2 separate regions of the Mus musculus genome follow, and region 2 is linked to region 1. Evidence: chromatin contacts called from public Micro-C data. All regions are on one chromosome and are shown on one strand. Each heading gives the region's core, a stretch centred on a gene start, on an enhancer-like site or on the middle of the called end of the contact. The rest is flanking DNA. Distances are from core to core; before and after follow the strand shown.

Region 1 (2,776 bases), core at 70-2,569:
ATGAAGTGTTCAATTTTTCAAAGGAAGAGAAACCACAAAACAGGATGATCTCTTTTAGCTTGGGGGAACACATGCTACTACTATACAGCTTTTCCCTCTCCCCTCCCTACCCCCACCCGCTAAGTTCAACGCAGTACGAAAATGAGGAAGGGAGAGTACTTTTTATTTAAGGTCAGTCCTTTAGGGTCAAAGCTCTTCCCTTAGAAATGATTGAGCTTGGTCTCTCTGCTCACAAGAAGCTCTTCTGTGGGGGCAATATGGGCAAACCAGTGCTCATCAAAGGAGCGGATCAAAGACCAGAGTAAAGAAAAAGACTAAAGGAATTGGGAGTTAGCCAAAATAAGACTCAGGGGACACGATTACTATCTTCACTCTTAACAGCTGCCCAAGAGGAAACGAAGCAGAAAGACGAGAGACAGCCGTTCCTTTCTACCTATAACCAAATCCATCCAGGACCAGACTGGACGGCCTTACTTTAGAAAGGTTATTAGGACTAGGACGGAGAGCCGTCCTAAAAGGTTCGCCAAATTATTAGGGTATTATTTGGAATTTTTAAAGATAACTTCCTTCCCGAATAGGATAAGAGTAGGGGGAGCCTGGATGACTCTCAGATCTCTTCGCTTTGGGGTATGTTTTGGGGTTCACCTATCTACTAGGGAACTCCTTCCCCTGCTGTGCTCTAAGGTTGTCCGCCGTTCCCTGTCTCAGGTTCGAAACCTTCTGTAGCCGCCGGGTGTTTGCCCGGCTCCAGGCAGGTGACACAAGTGAGTCTCCCCCACCCCGCCCCCAGCCCCGGGACCCCTGAAGAAAGCTCCAAGCCCACTGTGTTCACGACCCCCGGTGCTCCGCTGCTGGGACCCAGGCGAATCTCTCTGGCGACGCGTCCCAGCAGCCCGAAAGAGCCCCCGCACTGGGCCCGAGCCAGGCTTCCCGGTTCCGCCCCAAGCCCTGCTCCCCGCTCGGAAGGGGCCCTGTGCGGGGACTCGCGCGCCGCGCCCCCGACCGACCCCGACGCGTCAGGCCGCCGCCGGACACTGGGCCCGAGCAGATGCGGCGCAGGCCGCCGGGGTTCTGGCCGGGTTGACACGGCCGCCGGAGGGCCGCGGACACAGACACCAGGGTCACCGGGCGGGGACTCGCTCCAGCCCGTGGCCGTAAGGCGGGCCTTGAGGGGCCCGGACCGGGCCGGGGGTGGCAGTGAGGCGCTTACCTGAGGGCGACAGCGGCGCGGGGCGCGGGCGGCTCACTCCCATCCAGCCGCCATGTTTCCGCTGCGCAGGGAGCGAGCGAGGACGCCGGCAGGGGCGGGCGACGGCTCTGGAGAGCGGCTCGGCTGAGGCGGCGGCGGGAGGCGGGGGGCTCCACCGAGGCGGCGGCGGCGGCGGCGGCGGCGGCCGAGGGGCGGGGGGCGGGGGCGAGAGCTGCCCAGCCCCGCCCGCCAGAGACTCCTGCCGCGAGGTGGCGCGCGCCGCGGCCGTTGGGTTCTCTCGCGCGCGCGCGCGGGGCGGCGGGAAGGGGCGACCCCTCGCGCCTTCCCCCCGCCTCGCGACCGCCAGCCCTAAAAAAAAAAAAAAAAAAAAAAAAAAAAAAAAAAAAGCCGCGACCCACTGGATTGCTCGCGTCTCCCAGACAAGTGAATGACGTCCTCTGAGGTCCCAGGTTCGAATCCCGTCGGCCCTCAGCCCCCACCCAGCTGGTGGCCGGCTGTGGAGTAATCTTAAAAGAGTTCCTTCGCACCTTTAGTCTTTCCAATGCGCAGGCGGGAGGAAAACTACTATGAGGAGAAAACCAGTGCGCCCCAAAAGGTGCAACAAGACTAACAAAAGCAGGCCTTCACTTTTGCCCCGTAGTAGGCTTTGAATGTTAGCGTGCTAGGTACTACAGTGGCTAGGGTCCTTCCAATGATGCTACCCCACCCCACACACAATTGTGTCTCAAGAACGTTATGTTTTAGCCCGCGGAAACTGAAGTTCATGGGGGTGGGGGGGAGAGCTACGTCTCCAAGATCACACAATTTTACTGGCTGTGCTCTTGCCTGGAGGTCAGGTGTTAAGGGAAATGCTGGTTGATTTTTATCAGCCTGAAACAAATCTACTCTTATCTCAGAAGGTGGAATCTCAGTTGCATAACAGTCTCCATCAGAATGGCCTATAGGCAAAGTCTGGGTGGGCATTTTCTTGTCTAATGATTGATGTGGGAGGTGCTACCCCTGGGCAGAGGTGGTCCTAGGTGGTATAAAGAGAGGCCAATAAAGGATGTTGCTCCATAGCCTAGCTTCATTTCCTGTCTCCCTGTTGCTGTTCTCACCTCCCTCAGAGATGAACAATGTTGTGGAAGTGTAAGCCAAATAAACCATTTCCTCTCCCAGGTTGCTTTTGGTAGGGGTCTTTATCACAGCTATGGAACTCACACCAGAACCAGAGAGTTCCGGGAAAGCAGCCCTTACTTAGCCCGAAGCTCATTCAATCTGGTTCCTAGAGGAAGCTGCAAAGAAAGGCTTCTCAGGATGAGGAGAGACTGAGAGCAAAGGTGTGGCAGGGATGGCTATCAAGAGTCTGAGAGGCTCTGGGAATCTGGTGGTGATGCTGTTAATGTTAGAGAATGAAGGGAAGCCAAAGCACGGCAGATCCTTGCACATCTACACTAGAACTTCAATTTTTTTTCCTCTCTCTCTTCTATTGGATATTTTCCTTATTACATTTCAAACGTTATCCCCTTTCCAGGTCTCCCCTCCAAAAACCCCCTATCCTATCCCTGCTCCCCCAGCCTCTATGAG
Region 2 (2,776 bases), core at 130-2,629, 420 kb before region 1:
GTGTGTGTGTGTGTGTGTGTGTGTGTGTGTGCTGGGCATGGTAGTTTATGTCTGTAATCCCAGGACCCCGAGGCTAAGTAAGGAAGATTTAGCTGAGTTTAAGGTCAGTGTGGACTACATAATGAGCACCGGACAACCAGTTATAGACAGGCCTTGTGAAATACTACACTTCCCCATCCCCACCCCCACCTCCCCAAAATGGTTGGCTTCCATATTCAGCCTAAAGTGCCAAGATTAGAGGCATGTATTACCACACCAAGCCATACATATTGTGTTAATGTATTTGCATGGAATGCATTCGCCCATAGAAGGCAACATCTAGATGTCTTCAGTGGAAACTTCACCCTATTTTTTGACACAGGATTTCCCTGCGTAATTCTGGAAGTCCTGGAACTCGACAAGGCTGGCGTTGAACTCACAGACCCTCTTGCTTCCGTCTTCCCAGGTGCTGGAATTTCAGTTCTACCGCGCTGGCCCCAACCTATTTGTATAGACTGGGCCTCCCACTGAACCAGGAGCTTGCTTATTTAGCTAGGCTGGCAGGTTTCTTTTCAAGCCTTTCAGGTATGGGAGACTACTGTGCTAGTGGCTTATGGAGTGTTGGGGGGGCTAATGCAGGTCTTAATGCTTGTAGGAAGCACTTTACTGAGCCACCTCCCAACTCTTTAATTTTTTATGCCAATTTTTAAAAAAAATATTTATTATTTTATGTAAGTACACTGTAGCTGTCTTCTGACACACCAGAGGGCATCAGATGTCATTACGGATGGTTGTAAGCCACCATGTGGTTGCTGGGATTTGAACTCAGGACCTTCAGAAGAGCAGTCAGTGCTCTTAACCACTGAGCCATCTCTCCAGCCCTTTTTATGCCAATTTTAACGTTTTAAAATGTCACCTTTTTGGTTGTTTGGAAATTTTATTTCTTCACTTACTGGTGTGTGTGTGTGTGTGTGTGTGTGTGTGTGTGTGTGTGTGTGTGTGCGCGCGCGCGTCGCACATTAATGATCAGAGTTCAGCTTTCAGGACTCTGTTCTTCTGGTCCATCCTGGGTTCCAAGAATCGAATTCAGGTCGTCCGGTTTGCTGAGCCCCAGGCGGCTTTTTAAATTTTCCATGCCCGCGAAGTTCTTCTCTCCCTACCATTCATTTCCTTGAAGAACAAAACACGGAAAACTATTTCCTAAAACCCAGAAGCGAGCGCATCCTAGCTGAGAGCTTCAAGGATATAGAACGTCCTCGGAGGTCACCGAGAAACGCCTCCCGCGCCCCTGGGAAGGGGCGGGGCCCCAAAAGTCTCCGCTCTCACTATCCCGCTTGGCCAGGCAAGACAATTCTCGCGAGACTTCAGGCACCTCAGCCGCTGCGCACTACGCGTTGCTGGGAGTCGAGGCGCGGAGTGGGGGGAGGGGCAGGGGAGACGGTACAAACGGCGCGGCCGCCATCTTGTTTGCGCCCCCGCTCCGCACGCGCTCCGGTTTTTCGTGACGCACGCTTCCCCCTCCCCTCCGCCGCGCCCGGGCCTCTGCATTGCCCGACGGCGCAGCAGCGCGGGGGCGGCTGCTTTCTTCGCTGGACGCCGGAGTAGAGGCCTGTGAGTGTATGAAAGCTTGGGTGAGGAGGGGAGAGAGAGAGGGGGCGGCCGGCAGTGAGGGCGGTGCTTCCCGCCAATGGCGGAGAGCTCCCTTCCCTCTGCGGCCGCCGCTGCACTTCGGTCGGCTCTGCCGCCGCCATGTTATGTGTTCGCCGGGCCCGCCGCTGTCGTCGCGGCTGCGCTCGCGGGGTCCGTGCGCCTGGGCCCGCGGGCTTTCTCCCATTGGCGGAAGGCGACGGCGGGGGGGCTCGCTCGTGATTGGTCGGCGGCGGGGAGGCCGCGGACCTGGCACCTTATTGGTCACGCCGGCTCCGGCCTGGGGGGTGATGAAGGAATTGGCGGCTGTCGGGATGCTAGCTGCTCAGGCTCTGGCGGCAGGGCGACGGTCCCTCTAATGCCAGCGTGGCGGGGAGTCTCCGGGACGGAGCCGGAGGCCCAGAGGAGAAAGAGAGTGGTAGCCTGGCGTGTGGCCTGCAACGGGGAGGGGTCACTACTAATACCAGAGGCACGGTCAACTACAAGATGGGGTGTGCAAGCCCCTGCTTTGTAAACACGGAACAGAAGTGTCTTCGAGACCTAGGGGTGCTAGACTTGGAAATTGATCCAGCTTGGGAATGACCCTGAGTAGAAGTCTGAGTGCATGGTATGGAAGTAGTGGGAGTGAGGACCAGAAGGACAGAATCGGATTAGGGAGCCTGCTGTAAGAATTTGGGTTTTGAAACCCGGAGGATTAGTGTAGAACTCCAGACTCCATTCTGGGTTCTGAAATGGAGAGTGGGAAACAGGTAAACAGCCGGATCCCACTGGACAGGTGTATCAACTTTTAGAGGCTGAATGCCATTTTAACATTACATTAAGTAGAATCAGAAAGTCAGCTGTAGAATGTATTTGCATAATTGGGAAGTTGGGGGTTACAGGATTTGGGATCATGCTAGTTTTGAGATGTTATATATGAAATTTTCACTGGTCTAAGAAGAATATAGGATCAGAGCTTTGTGCTTGCTAGACAAACATTCTACCAACTGAGTTACCCCACTTCCCCCTTAAAATTGATCTCTCTTAACTTTCAGTTCAGAGGGCAGGTGAGACAAACTCAGGAGTAATAGACCTTGTTTCGCGTGCTTACCTGGGTGTATGAGTATATTTTACAGTCACACAGATATTGGCAGTGCCATCCTCATTCTGT

What was found. A called contact is a pair of places that touch in the nucleus more often than the background predicts.
Region 2: a Micro-C map of embryonic stem cells shows a contact between it and region 1, with 4 times the contacts expected there. The contact joins the promoter of Nfyc here to the promoter of Scmh1 in region 1. A contact is called at or near these places in 6 of 39 promoter capture datasets (the C10 cell line, cranial neural crest, frontonasal cranial neural crest and 3 more), 3 of 484 Hi-C or Micro-C datasets (embryonic stem cells, granulocyte-monocyte progenitors and pre-B cells) and 1 of 115 datasets of contacts at active chromatin or transcription factors (bone marrow-derived macrophages).

The regions. Positions count from the first base shown.
Region 1 is chr4:120,403,891-120,406,666 of GRCm38.p6, reverse strand. Scmh1 (sex comb on midleg homolog 1) reads right to left here and starts at 1,319. Exons shown (of 18, transcript NM_001379185.1): 1 at 1,211-1,319.
Region 2 is chr4:120,824,344-120,827,119 of GRCm38.p6, reverse strand. Nfyc (nuclear transcription factor-Y gamma) reads left to right here and starts at 1,379. Exons shown (of 10, transcript NM_008692.4): 1 at 1,379-1,590.